2 separate regions of the Mus musculus genome follow, and region 1 is linked to region 2. Evidence: chromatin contacts called from public Micro-C data. All regions are on one chromosome and are shown on one strand. The core of a region is the stretch at or near the end of the contact, and the rest is flanking DNA. Distances in the headings are between cores, read along the strand shown.

Evidence for each region. A called contact is a pair of places that touch in the nucleus more often than the background predicts.
Region 1: a contact with region 2 is called in a Micro-C map of muscle stem cells, with 2.9 times the contacts expected there. The contact joins two enhancer-like sites. A contact is called at or near these places in 1 of 15 datasets of contacts at CTCF or cohesin (large pre-B cells), 3 of 484 Hi-C or Micro-C datasets (bone marrow-derived macrophages, muscle stem cells and nephron progenitors) and 7 of 115 datasets of contacts at active chromatin or transcription factors (embryonic stem cells, kidney, liver and 2 more).

The regions. Positions count from the first base shown.
Region 1 is chr6:67,132,213-67,139,852 of GRCm38.p6, reverse strand. No RefSeq gene overlaps it. Among named protein-coding and RNA genes, the nearest start is that of A430010J10Rik, 22 kb to the left of the region's middle. Within about 2 kb of position 1,427, at least 38 of the 459 cell types and tissues checked have an H3K27ac peak or open chromatin away from gene starts, as enhancers often do. A contact at or near this core is called in muscle stem cells, where this site is marked.
Region 2 is chr6:66,988,483-66,995,823 of GRCm38.p6, reverse strand. The region is part of intron 3 of Gng12 (guanine nucleotide binding protein (G protein), gamma 12); the gene reads right to left. Gm36816 (a long non-coding RNA gene) reads left to right here. Exons shown (of 4, transcript XR_869154.3): 2 at 4,556-4,911; 3 at 5,727-5,820. Among named protein-coding and RNA genes, the nearest start is that of Gm36816, 17 kb to the left of the region's middle. Within about 2 kb of position 3,008, at least 15 of the 459 cell types and tissues checked have an H3K27ac peak or open chromatin away from gene starts, as enhancers often do. A contact at or near this core is called in muscle stem cells, where this site is marked.

The DNA.
Region 1 (7,640 bases), core at 178-2,677, 150 kb before region 2:
CTATTCATGTCTCTGGGAAAGGTAGAAAGACCGAGATAATACTTGCTTGAAGGGAGCTCACAGGGCACAGGCCTAGTGTCAAATTATTACGAAATTATGAAGAAAATGTATGTAGATAGGTACACCAACAACAGAGAGACAGTAGGAGGGTAGTCTAAACCCTGGAAAAGGTGCTGTTTAGACCAATGTGAAGAGGAGGAACTGGCAGTCAGGGCATAGAAAGGGACAGCTAGAGGAAAGATTTGTGCATTGCTTAAGGTCTAATGACAGAAGGTGGAGTGACTTGGGACAAAAGAGCTCAGGGATTGACTAGCCAGGCTGTGCTGGAGAGAACATTTACCTTCTAACCTATGGCAGGGAGGACTCTCTCTTGAGAGAGAGAAAAAGAGGTGACGTGGAGAAGGTCCCAGGAATGATGGTGCAGAGTGGCGTCCTGTCTGTCTGTCTGTCTCTTGCGTAGTAGGCTCCCTGGGAGAAACTAGGACTTTTAGACACTCAAAATGGAGCACTCTGGTGAAAGTGCTCACGGTGTGTCATGGTGTCTTGAAAAATGGTCTAATGGGCTTCCCAGCAATCAGAAAAATCTGAAGGAGCTGACCAATGCAACAAACAAGGACACCAGAGTTTACCCAAGGTCCTGCTGCAGGCCAGCAGCCAAACTGCATTTCTCACCCAGGCCTGTGCGCTCCCAGAACTGTCCTTCTTAACCACCACAATATTACCTCAGCATCTGTGGATGATGCACTTTCAAAACTGAGTAACTGTGGGTCTCTGATTCCTTTCCAAACACAAGAATTAGTCCTCCCTGTCATAAACTCACTAATTCTCCGTCCACACAATGAGCCTGACATTCCATCTCTAGCCACGGTGCCCATATTTAGCATACTTCAAATGTTGTCCCAGGAAAACACACTATAAACAGACAGGAGAGCAGAGTGGGTGGAGCAGGAGGCAGGGGGAAAGGGATGTGGCAGCTGCCAACACCTGTTCGCCCAGAATTGCAGCCCGGTGCAATCTCAGGCTGTCTGCCTCTGTCACCCAACTTCTGTCAGTGCGGGCTAGGGGGTGCCACATCCAAATATTTGTAAGGTTCACCGTGTAGCCTGGGCAGCAGCTGTGAAATAGGAGTCCGAGAGCAACGTTGAGCAGGGTAGGGAGTAAAAGCCACCAGGACCTTTGATTCTTTTTCCAAAGCACAGCTAACACCCGCAGTATGCTGGTGTCAGGCTGGCGGCCCACAAGGAAGGCTCGGCGACAGGCAGGAGTCATGACCCAAGGACAGAGAATTATTTACTCCCTGGGAACAGGTGCTCCCTGGGACTCATAGTCCTCGCTGGCTTGATTCTCTGCCCACATGTTCCAGCCCTTCTCAGATGCAGCTCCTTCCAGGGCCACATGAGGCTCTAGCCCTGGACGCTGGTTTCTTGGTGACCTTTGGCAGCACAAAGCTTGCAGGCTCCTGGCAGATGCCATGAAGAGGGCACAGTACCAGCTTGGGTTATTATGTGCTGGCTGGAATCATATCACTTTATAAACAATTGCAACCATGCCAGGTGGTAAGATCATTTGTGCCCTGATGAGCCTACAACCTCCCTGTCTGTATCCACAGAGATACACCAGAATAGTAAGGGGGATGTTGTAGAAGAGTGAGAGAAGCGTGCTGCTGCTTCCGAGGATCTCTGCACACTGCAATTCACCTCCAGGAAACTGCTCTCTAAATTTTCCCCCTGTTGTACAGTGAGAGGGCAGACAACCGAACAAGTAGACTCTGGCTTCCATCAGCTCTTCTTTCCTTCCCTGATTGTTACTTCCTTAAAGCTCTACTTGGTAAGCATACAAGAGGAAGGTTTAGATTTTGCCAGCTTACAAAACAATATAGACAGCATCTGAAACATTTGTTTGCATGGTAGGATTATAGCCAGAGAAGGGGAAGCGAGAAAGCAAGGGCCCTATAGGGCTTCTTGGATCATGAACAGCCCACAGGCTGTAGCCTCATCCTTTACTCCTTATTCTCATAGTCCTCAGAACACAGAGGTGGAAACTAGGAACTCTTCTTGGTCCAGGAATGCAGAGAGGAAAAGAAGCAAACGAGAGGCAATTACGCTCCATGGCACAGTCACAAGGCCATGAGAAGCCATGCTGTGCTAAAGAGGAGCTCGGAAGAAGAGAGCCATCTGGCTTCCTGGTTCACCTTTGTCCTCTCTCCTAGACTGCAGTAAAACTGCACCTCCACCAGCACTCAGTGCCTGTAAGGCACCTTATCAGTCACAGAGAGCTCTCTCTAACTAGTAAATTGGTATATCCTCTAGTTCTCCAAAATCCTGCAGTAGCCACGGCTGTCTTGGGAATAAAGATGGCTAATCATCACCTAGACTCCTCCCCATTTGCTCTCAAGTTCATCTTTCCCCATTCATTTTACTACAACAGAACTGAGCACGATGCTATCTCCCCCTCTTTAGATTGGCTTCCTAGAGAACCCTGATGCAGCCCTCAAAACTCTATATGACAATCTCATGAGATCCGTCATGTAGGTTTTGCACTGTTTTCCTATTTTTGTCTGAAGCCGTGTCTTCCCTTCAGCTTGAAGCAGCTCCCTTATCCAGTACCCTGCCTAGACCAAGTGATCTAAACTCCGCATGATTTGATATCCTCTGTCTTCTAACCTGTTCTTCATTGTTTAGGCCTGAAGGATTCACCAGCTTGGTGAACCATAGAAAAGGTTAAAGGAGAGAAAGGGTTCAGTATCGCTGAGCTGTGGGGCCGCCCCCGTACTCATTTGGTCTCACAACAGTTCATCAAACAGAGAAGTTGACTTCCATCTTACAGAATAAGACAATGGACTCAGAGACTGTATGGGACTATCCCAATGTCACTCAGTGGATAGGTGGTGGTTGTTAGCATTTTGTCTCAGCTCCACCCCACAGTTACCTGGCAACAGCCAGGTCTGCCTGACTCAGTATAAAAGGGGCTGCTTTCTTGCCTTCTTGCTCTTGCTCTGTCCTCTCAACCCTTCCCCATCTCTCTCCATTCTCCTCCAACCCAGGCTGCCTCACTGCACAGGGGGAGGATGTAGAGAAAGTCTGTGGAGTTGAAAAGTGGTTCTGAATTACTCTCCACATAGGCTAAGAAGAAAGCCCACTGTTGTCTTTGTCCTCACAAACATCCCATGTTTAAATCCTGCTTCTAGAAGAGGTTCCTGTCTTCTTCCTCAAATTTGAGTGATCTTATTGTCTGACATCCTATCTCTCACTACATTGTACAATAGCACTGGTTCCTGCTTCTGTTTTCCACATCTTATTGCTCCAACCAAAGGCTGGAAATATTCCCTATACAGTGTCTGGGATAATATCGGGTACATGGCAAATAGCCAACCAGTAAGTCCTTTATTCCAAAGACTTATTGATTGGCAGATGCATGCAGACCCAGCCCCTCCTCCCAGTTCCACGTCATCTTGGGGCAGTCAGTTAATATAATCTTTTATCTCTAGCGTCATCATTAAGGCTTACTATTGACCAAAGTAATTTGTTGAATTCTTGCAGCAGCCCCAAGAGGCAACTATCTTTGTGATTACATTTTATAGAAAGAAGGAAAACAAAACACAAAGGTTAAAAGACTTTTTCAGAGCCACAAAGCCAGAAAGTCCCCGTGATTCAAAACGTAGCAGCCTGGTTCTGAAGTCCATTCTCTAACTAATACATTGCATGTCTGCTCTTCCTCTATTGCCCCCCCCCCCCGCTCCCCAGTTCTCTCTCTCTGACCGTCCCTCCCTTTTTTCTTCTTGCCTCCTCCCACCTTTATTTCTACTTGCCTCTCCCCACCTTTATTTCTAGATAGGCTCTCACTATGTAGCACTGGCCAGCTTAGAACTTGATATGTAGACCAGGCTGACATCTAACTCCCAGAATCTACCCACATCTCCTGAATGCTGAGATTTAAGACATGTGTCACCACACTCAATTTTGTAGATTTCTTTTCTTCTCCTTTCCTTCTTTCCTTTCCTTCCCTCCCTCCCTCCCTCCCTCCCTCCCTCCCTCCCTCCCTCCCTCCCTCCCTCCCTCCCTTCCTTCCCTTGCTTCTTTTCCTTGCTTCCTTCTTTCTTTCTTCTTCTTCCTCTTCTTCTTTTTAGGTTTTTTGAGACAGGGTTTCTCTGTGTAGCCTTGGGTGTCTTGGAGCTCATTCTATATTCCAGGCAGGCCTCAAACTCACAGAGATCCACCTGCCTCTGCCTTCCCAGTGCTGGGATTGAAGGTGAGTGCTATCATTGCAGGCCTGAAGACTTCCTTTTAAGACATAAACATTAACATCATCCTTTTCACAGCATGGTAGTGTGCTGGAAGGTAATCTGACTGTCCAGAACAGACTAGGAACCTTGGAATCCAGAGCTCTGGGCTGACTACAATATAAGCAGAAGTTCTGTGTATCCCCCAAAGTGGCCCTAAATAGAGTATTGTGTTTTACTTTCTCAAGGACTCTCACTATAGGACAGACTCTCTATTAGGCGTTGGAATTAAACACAGTAGACTGGTGGGGTGAAGTGGGCTTTGGGGCTGAAAGCAGGCCTCTCTTGTGGGACCCCCTTCATGTGCTAACCTTCCACAGTCTCTTCCTCAGCCTGGATTTTCCCAGATGCCACATTCTCTCCTGCCTGTCACTCAGTCTGCCCACCCACTCATCCTCCTTGGTTTACTGCCACATCCTCCTCTTCCTGGCCTCGGCTTCCTCTCACCAGGAGCAACTGCTCTCCTAACTCTGCCTTGCAGACTTCAGCTTTCTGGCAGGCAAGGACATGTTTTATAGGCATTTTCCTCCCCCAAAGCTCACAACTAAGCATTTCCTGCCCAGGGCAGAGATTCTGAGGCTTCACAGAGAGCACAGGAACTTGACTACCAAGAAATCTGAACTCCCAGCCTCCTGCTTCAGGCCTTCTACCATGTAGCCAAGGTGTAACACATCTTTAGTGTTTTGTTTTGTTTTTGAAATTTCCGGTCACTAAAGATTACTGAAAACAAATATAAAGATCTAAATTATTCGTTTTAATCACCCATCACCATGATTATTTTGGAATGTTTCCTTTTCATCTCCATGCAGGTAACATACATGGAAGAAATAATATTCTTCAATACAAAAAAAAGGTTTTATAATCTTTTTTACCTAAAATTTTATTGTCCTTGATAAAAATATTTTCTGTTGAAGCAGTTTTTAATTGAGGAATAATTTATATACTCCCATTTATAGTACATTTTTAAAATTTTGCCAGTTGTATGTACTCATGCAGATTTTGCCATAATTGAGATCTAGAATATGTCTATCTTTTTCAAAAGATCCTGAATGCCCTGTGAAATCAATCCTTTCACTAGCCATGTGTGTGACCTAGTGGTGAGGTCCTGGCATATTTTATGTACCCCCAGCTCTCACCCTGACTTTTAATACCCACACTAGTCTATGTGAAGGCATTCCCTGTCTTTTGTTGTTCATTTATGAATCGTTGACCATAAGATGACACTCTGTTTTTGTCTGCATTAAATCCCAACCCTGTGAGCTCTTTAATTATATCTGTGACTATTTCATTGGGATAGATGCTTAGACTAGGAATTGTTAGACCAATGGGTAGGTACAGTTTTAAGGCTGATGATAAATATTTGTGCAAGTTACTTTTGATCCCTCTGACTCCAATTCCTCTTTGTTAAATATGGATTAAAAATTCCAACCCGAAGGAGTGGTGAGGATTACGTGAGGCAAAGCATAAGATTCTTTGACTAACTAGTAAACTATGCACATGTTTGAGATGTGACCAGGAGGAAGAGCCTTTCAGTTACATGGAGATGACCGACTCCCACTTCTGTCTCTTTGAGGCTGTTAATCTTGAATGAGCTGTGTTACCTTGACAGGCTTCAATTTTGCTTTGTCAAACTGGAGTGATGGGTCACTCTTCTTGGGATTGTTAGGGTGAAGTTCAATACTTCTGGAAGGAGCTTAAACAATCCCTGGCCCATTCATGACTGCTCAAGATCTTTCAATTCGTTCTGCTCTGAGGTCTTGGTTACAAATAGACATCAAGTATATTTAACCGAGGCTTAAGCCTTGCCTTTGGAGCTCTCTTCCTGGTCAGGACATAGTATGACTTCTCTGACACTAGAGGCTAATTCCTGAGGCTACCACTAGTCACACTATTCTGCTGTGGTCTTCCCAGGCTAACCAGTGTGTTTGTGCGACTTACTTCAAGAGAGAGCTGCCCCATCCACTAAGGATCCCAGGACTTGACCAGGGCACCAAAGAAAGGAAGAAAAGACAGCCACAAAGAAAAGCTGGGGCCGGTTGTACCAGGCAGCCTGAAAATCCTTACGTTTGTTATATACATTAGGACAGAAAGGTGGGGTAATTGTGCGCAATTGAACAGGAAAGCAGGGTAATTGTATGCAATTGAACAAGGAGGCAGAGTTTATGGGACACAGATGTATAAGGAGGGAGGTTTAGCTAATTTTAGTAGGAGCATTCTCAGTATTGAGCAATTTTCAGGCCATAAACATCTCGGGGTAGAAAGTTGTCATGGACATTTTCTGCGCATGCTATCAGCAGTCCTACATGGAACAGAAGGGAAGACTTTGCCATTTCCCATGGGCCTAATACCTTAGGGGTCTTTAACATGGCTGTGCCTATGTCAACAGAACACATTCTCTCAGGACTTCCCTCACTTCCTACAAAGAGCCAGCCAGTCAGCTGAGTCTCAGACTTCCTTGAGAAAGCATGGATCAAAATATACCTGCTTTCCTTTAGCTTCTACAGATAGAAGATCTGTCTATCTCCTCCTTTACTGAAGGCCTGCAAAATGAGGGAATTTCCTAAAACAGGAAATGGGCTTGAACATCGAAAGGAACCACTATGGTTTTACTTTTTTGTATCATAATAACTGAAAACATGTTTCATATTTATTCTGCAACCTATAATGCATGCTATTTTAGAAAAGCCTTCTTGATATTCTCCTTGATAAAGGATATGAGAACTTTGCAGTTAGATGGTGTTTGTCATGCTGTGCTCTCTTCCTATGCAACTAGCTCTGCAGAACCTCCCAGCACTGAGGAGTTTGTGTGTGAGTAAGAAAGGGCAGACAAAATCTTTGATTACAAATTTACTTCCTGTTGCTTTGATATGATGGCTATTTTCATTAGAATGGAGAAAGATGACAGAGGGAGATATATATGTCTAGTGCACTGACCATGGCCCAGAGGAACCAAAGGGCTGCTCTGATTTCAAAGCAGAGTCCATGGAACATTGTCAACAAATGGGACCTTGTACTGTCTTTCTCCTTTTTTAATCTCTGCTATGATTTATCGAACACTTAATGCACACTTCCTTGCTTAAATCTTTATTTGTTTGTTTGTCTTTTTGTTTTGTTTTGTTTGTTGAAGCAGGTTTCTCTGTGTAGCTCTGGCTGTCCTGGAACTTGCTCTATAGATGAGGCTGGCCTCAAACTCAGAGATCTGCCTGCCTCTGCCTTCCAAGTGCTGGGATTAATCATGTGTGCCATCACTACATGGCCTCCTTGCTTAATTCTTGCAGTCACCTTGTAATGGGGAATCTGGACTTCAAAGGACACAAGGTGTGATGGTTTGAATGAGAACCCACCCCACCCACCAAACTCA
Region 2 (7,341 bases), core at 1,759-4,258:
TGTGTCTTTCTGTCCTTTCTTCATTCTCATGTCACCCCAGTCAGGTCAATCTCTGAAGCTAGATTTTTCTATGTTAGGGACCATGTTGAGGGCTTTATGTCATGTTTTTATTTACTCTACAACACCCCTAAAAAAGAAATTACTGTTATTTCATTAATTAGCGTCTTTGCTAGGAGTATAAGCAGTAAGCACCAATGGTACCCGAGTGGTCTACTGTGGAGAGCCGTGCCGTGAGCATTCGTCGCCATTATAAGATGGCGCTGGCTTCCACTGCACCTAACTAGTAAACAAGCCTTATGCGCAAGTGCAAGAGTAAATTCACGCCCTGTCACTGCCCATCTCGGGGCGTAGTAATGGGGTGATGGGCGAGAAACTAATCAGGTGCTGTCACGCCACATCAGGTGCTGAAACGTCATGCTGCGGGCTATATAAGCAGCGCCATTTTCCGGGTTCGGGGTCTTCCTTATGTTGAAGCAATAAAAGCTTTGCCGTAGAAGGATCCGGTTGTCTGAGTGAATCCTTGCTGGCGAGATACTAGCTTGGGCGAGAGTCTACAATAAAACACAGCTATCCTGGGCCCTGGGAGCCGGCTCAGTGGGTAACAGTGCTTGCTCTACAGCATGAGGAATGCAGCGGTTTGAATCAGAATGGCTTCCATCAACTCCTCAGAATACTTGGCTTTTGGTGGAACAGTTGGGGAAAGGTTAGGGAATGTGGCCTCAGTGGAGGAGCTGAGTCTCTTAGGGGTGGTTGGCTGTGAGGTTTCAGGCACCCACCCTATTCTCTGTTAGCTCTCTCTGCCTTTTGCTCTAGGATCAAGATGTAAGTAAACTCTTGGCTGCTCTTGTACCACAACCGTGCTCCACCATCATGAGCTCCACTCTAACTGTCTGAAATGATAAGCCAAATTAAACATTTTCTTTTATAAGTTGCCTTGGCCACAGTATTTTGTTACAGCAATAGAGAAATAGCTAAGACAAGGACTTAAGTCCAAGTCCCTATAACCCAGGTTTAAAAAAAAAATCTGCATATTGAATGTGTGCACTTTCACCATTTGTCAGGTGGATCTCAAGAGCTTTTTGATCAGCCATCCTGGCTGAACTTGTAAACTTCTGGTTCAGTAAGCGATCCTATTTCAAGATATTAAAGCAAAGAGTGGCTTCCACTGTGTACACAAAAGAATGCACACATCCCCTTAGACTACTACAGTAGATACATGCTACTAATAATGGCGTGAATTCCAAATGGCATAAAGAGAAATTCTCCCTGCTCCATGTAGTGGTGCTCTTATACATCTGTGAGAGGAAGGGTCCACAAAGGGTAACAGCTACACTGAAGGTGTTCGCTGGTACAGTGGCTCTCAGCCTGTGCTCTGCATACCTGCAGCAGCAACCTCAAGAACATCTGTGAATTTCTTAGAACATTAATTCTCAGATTCCAACCCAGACATACTGAATCAGAACTGGGGTGGACCCTGTCAATGAGTGTCCTAGAAGCACCCCTGCCCTAAGTACTCAAGATGAGGGTCTGGAGAGATAGCTCGGTGGTTAAGAGCTCAGACTGGTCTCTTGGTTCAGTTCTCATCACCAACCTGGGAGGAAGAGAGAGAAAGGCTCACAAACCCTTATAACCCTAGCTCCAGGGCAACTGACACCTTCTGAACTTTGCAGGCACCTGTACTCATATGTGCACACAGCCACATACATACATATACACACAATTACAAATAAGGATAAATATAAAGGCAGTTAAGTCCCTAGTTCATTCTTAAGCCTCTCAAGTTAAGGAAATACTTGCTGCCCTGGACAAGTGCAAACCAGAGCTCTCAAACAGCAGGAAGATCTGGCTATGGAATAAACAAACAGCTGTTTTATTTAAACAAACTTGATCATATTCCTGATGTTATTCTAGAATAAAGCCTAGCTTCAGATGCACAGCTGTGCAAGGCCTACACAAAGCTTGAAAGGTGGCAAGGACTTGAGAGAAGTCTGATTAAGGAAGGGTGCAGAATCGCTCATTTGCTCAGGCTGGGGATTTGATTTAAAGACCTGTGCTAGAGATCTGTTACTATTTCTATACCTGAATTCAGAAACTTTTCTTTGTATCCACCTGACAAATTGAGTGCTATTCCTATCAGCCTTCCCTAGGGACCTAGGAGCTTGTCCTTCCGTTACCTCCCTGGCTCAGCAAAGCCAAGGTTGTTTTCTAAGCAGACTTCCTATCTACCCTAGATGTTGTCTACAATGCAGCTAGTTATTTTACTCATTTTTTGCCATGACAATGCAAAAGAAATAAAATTAGGAATCTATTCTTAAGACCTAGCATCTGGTTCACATGAAGCAAAGGGCATGCCTTCTACCATGGCTAACCATGCAGGAGCTTGGCTTTCAAGAGAGCATCCAAACACCCCCAAATACCCAAAAGAGTGGAAATGTAGCAATAAGACTCTGCTGTATCCATTTTGGATTATAGGGGACATGAAGCCACTGCTTTGCTTTGAAGGAACAAGATAAATGGTTAACAAGGAACAGCCTTCCAGGGAGGGCCAGAGAAGACTATGTAGTTCAGTGACACTGACACAACTACCAGCTGGCACTGAGCATGGCTAATAGTCATATGGGCTGGATTGGTAGCTTATGCTTCCACCAGGGTGAACCCGGGGAAGAATGTAAGTGGGACAATGAATGCCGGAAGGCAGCAGTTAGGAACCTGGAGAAATGAGTGGCCATTGAGGGCTCAGGCAGGCTCAACGTGTAGGTGACTGAAATGAATCAATCCTCGAAGGACCCGGCACTCAAGGTATTGATGAAGAGGGGAATGGATTTCAAAACAGTTACTGGCAAGAGGAGTAGAGCACAGCCTAGAGTGAATTTCTTAGAGAAATGGGGCCACCAAAGGTTTCTGGCACAAGTGATAGGCCTCAGGGAGCTGATGGGGAAAGGGTCAGGCAAGCTCCGACAGGGAGACAAGTGAGCGCCAGAGAAGTCCAGGCAGATTGTTTTCAAGGAAAGTTTAGGCGAAGCTGATGTGATAAGGTTTGGCAGTCAAATGAGACTAGGTTCATATCTCAGCCCTGTCATCCAGTGCAGAATGGTGTAAGGAAATTTAATCTTCAAGAACTCCCGGATTTTCTGTAAAACAAGATGAGGAGATTGCTACCTCACAGGACATAATGATCAACCAAAACCACACAGAAAATAGCGCGCACGAGAAAATCACACAGTGTTATCTACATCTCTACCGTCATTGTGATCAACGTCACCGTCAGCAGTCAGTGCTTCAAACAAACGAATGCGACTGTGCAAAGGGTTGGATGCAGAGGATTAAAAAATGAGTAAGATTCCATTCTTGTCATTGAGCCAGGAGGCTCTGACAGAGCCAGAGCCACATCTGACTTCCAGGCACTTCAGAGGAAAATACTAGAGTTCACCCGGGCCCCTAAGTCTTTAGCCCAGGGTCAAAGCAGGACATCTTCAGAGGAGTTGAAAAGGGCAACAGTGTCACCAAAGCCAGGGGGAAGAGGGCATGCTTCCAGAAGGCAGCTAAGCCCATGGAAGGATCTGTAGTTAAAAACATACCCAGGAAGCACATAAGAGAAAGACATTCCAAAATGTTCCTCCTGCCAGTGACAGGAATTCTAGGAGGATTTCATGTTATTCATGCACAGATGCAGTTGTGAGGTTTTGTTTCGGACAATGGAATATGCTGTGATAGTACCTATGCTGGCTAACTATTGTCCTCAGGGTGTACACAACTGCTTGGTATGGCTAGTCTCAAAGGGCAGCTGACTCTGGGATCCCTTCTCTTCCTTCCATGAGGCTAGAGCTACAGGCAGGCGACCATTTGCACCCAGCATTTACATAGGTTCTAAGCCCACATCTTTTTCTTTGTCTGGAAAGTGCTTTAATCACTGGCCATCTTCCAGCCACAGATAATGATTTTTTTTTTTAAATTTGTTGTTTTTTAAAGATTTATTTTTATTGATTTTGGTTATATATAGGTATGTGTATGTCTGCATATAGGTACATGCATGTGAGTGTAGGTGCCCTTGGAGGCCAGAGTCATTGAGGTTCTCCTGGAATATGCATTGGATCCCCTTGAAACTGGAGTTATGGACAGTGGTGAACTGCCTAATGTGGGTTTTAGGAACTCAATCAGGTCCTGTGGAAGAACAGAATGTTCTTAACCACTAAGCCATCTCTCCAGTCCCAGTTAAGGAGCGTCAGTACATGTAATACACACAAATATCTTAAATATAATGAGCAAAGCCCACCAGGGGCAAATGAGAGCAGGCTGTCTTGTTGGGTTTATATCTACAGTTCAAGTTCTGCTATAACGAGAGTAGAAGTCCATTAAGTTAGGATTGGCCCTGTGTTATCTGCTGGCTGTTAACAATTAAGTTGTACTTTTGTGTATGCTGAAAAATTTAAAGGATAGAAAGTTAAAACTATGATTCTAAGCACTCATAAAACATTACATGTTAACTATTTATTATCAGGTGAGATGTGTCAAGAATGGCAGATGCACATCATGATGATCTCATTTTCTTTTCCAGATCACGACCCAGGGTACACGCAAGTGTCCACGATGCAAAGAACTGCCTTCTAAGGAAGCACAGGCGAAATGACAATCTATGATCTCAGTGCTCTGCCCACTTCGCACAGTGCTCAGTTCTGGGTCACACACACAGGTGCATCATTTTGTATTAACTGCCATAAAAAGTGAAATGCCCAACGCCATGGTTTAGAAGTCTAGAACACGCTAAACCTGGGAGAAGAGGATGTTTTATTTTTATGTAGCCTCCATTTCACCTTCTCCCGAGGAACCTACAAGCAAGCAGCATGTATTCATTTTGCTTTCAAACATGCTAGACTCGAGGAACAGAACCGTCTGGAACTCCTGCAGTGACCAGTAAGATAAAGTTCCTACATTTGCCCCTGTGGGTAAGGTACCTGTGCTGAGCTTCATAGAGCCTAAGTGTTCATGTTCAAAGGGTAGGAGGCTGAAAATGCAAGGAGTTCCCAAGCTCACGTCTTCTAGTTCAGACTTGGTGTTTCTATGATTAGAACTCTAAGTCTCGAGGCAAAGTCATCAACTTGGCCAACAACTTCTTTATAAAAAAGTTGAGGGGAAACAGAACCAGGACTGCAGGTTTGACCGGTCCATCCAGCAGTAACATCAACACCTTCTGAGCTGTTTAGTCACCAAATTTCATACACATTTTAGCATGTCTTCAATTCGTTTCAAAGATTGCTAAGGAATACTCATTAATTCAAAGGTATATAGATTATCTTCAGATAAAGTACAGAACTTAAAAATAAGATTGTTCAGACAAATTATTGCAAAGAATCACTTCAGACACCAGGAGAGGAGCTGGGGAGATGGCCCAGGACTCCTGCAAACACACATGAATATGTGCATACACACGTGCACATATTGGATAAAAGACATTAGGTGCTCAGTAGGCTACTATACACAATTTGCCTGGTAAATTTTATTCACTCAAATTAAAAAAAATTGCAAAATAAAATTTTCAAATAGAACGGAGTGGAAGATTCTTCTTTGTAAACTCTGGAAAAGAATTTCTATGGCTATTGTCAGCCCTGGATTTTCTAGGCCTGACCTATTTGAAGCACTGGAAATTACTTGGCATAGTAGCATGAAATGGCATCATGGATTTTTTTTTTAACAAATGCTGATATCTGCTTCATGTATCTTTCCTCTAGCCTAATCATGTATCTATCTGATGGTCTCCTGGAAGGATGGCGCCATACGCACATAGTTGCTTATGTCTTCTATGCACAACAAACACAAGTTCAGGTTGGTTTGATTTATTATGACATGTGGGTACCAAGAAGAAATTGTTCTGTAAGTCTTCTTCATAATTCAGGAAATAAAGAGTGTGGTGGTTTGAATAGGCTATGGCCCCCATAGACTCATATGTTTGAATGTTTGTCCCACAGAGAGTAGCACTATTAGGAGATGTGACCCTGTTGAAGTAGGTGTGGCCTTGAAGGAAGTGTGTTACTGCGGGGGCAGGCTTTGAGGTCTACTGTGCTCAAGTTACATCCAGTCTCAGTTTCCTTCTGCTGCCCAAGGATCAAGATGTAGCTCTCTTAGCTCCTCCAGCACCATGTCTGCCTGCACGCTGCCACTCTTCCTGCCGTGATAATGATGAACTTTAACCTCTGAAACTGTAAGCCAGCCACAATTTAACTTTTTCCTTTATAAGAGTTTAACCATGGTCATGGTGTCTCTTCCCAGCAATGAAACCCTAACTAAGCCAAAGAGGAACAGTGTTATCTTGAAATCAGGTACAGAGCAAGACCCAACACAGTTTAATGAACTGATCACAGAACGAGGCCCCCATAAACACAATCATGAAACACTTCAGAAGTATGCACTATAGGTAAGCGCCAAGAAGGCTTGCACTCAGAGTATAAAAAGGAGACTTCTCAAACCAGGAGGGTGTCTCATCGCCAAGGCTCTCCTCCAGTGAGTACTTTTACATACAGATCATCTACTGGACGAAGAGGGTAATAGAAACATTTAGCTCTGGTTCTAATCAGATCTCGTTAGAAACCACAAGTACAACGTTAAAACACAGCACTTTTACCTCACTTCTTATGTCCATTGAAAGAAATTCCATTTATCTCTAAAGTGCACCCACAGTGTTCATGTTCTTGACTTCTGCACCAGTGAGCCAGAGGTGATACTTACTCTGGGAAGCTGGATAGAATGCCATCAAGAGACTTTACAAAACAAAGCGCTTTCTTAAATATTGTCTATACTGGACAGGGCCAATTAATTACTAAAATTTATTTAAATTCTTCTTTTGGAGGCTTGTGGGAACATTTTGAATTTAACATGCAATTAATGCTAGACAACTTTTATTAAAGATAATTTTTAAAAACTCCAGATTCTTTAAAATTTATTTATTTTTGCCTGGAGACTATTTCCTAGCCTATCAAGGGCTTCCTTCTTAAATGTAAGGTATATTCGCAGTGCTTTCAGTAATTTCCTAGGGATAGTTATTAGAGGACTCTCTGTCCTCCGGCTTTGCTTGGCTTGGATATTGTTCCACGTGTTCCCTACGAGGATCGTCGGCATGATGTGTGGTCTTCATATGGCACCGCTATGAGGTGAAAGAGCCTTTAGTAATTGGGAGCATGCCTCCCTTGGAAGGGAATAATGTAGTTCCCGCAGACCCTGGCTACTTCCCTTGAAAGCAGGTTGTTATAAATCAGCAAGCCTGGCTTCCCATCTCCTCCTGTGATCTCTTTGCAAGTATTACTGCTGCTGTGATACCGTATGTCATGATGTTCTCACCTGCTGCCACAC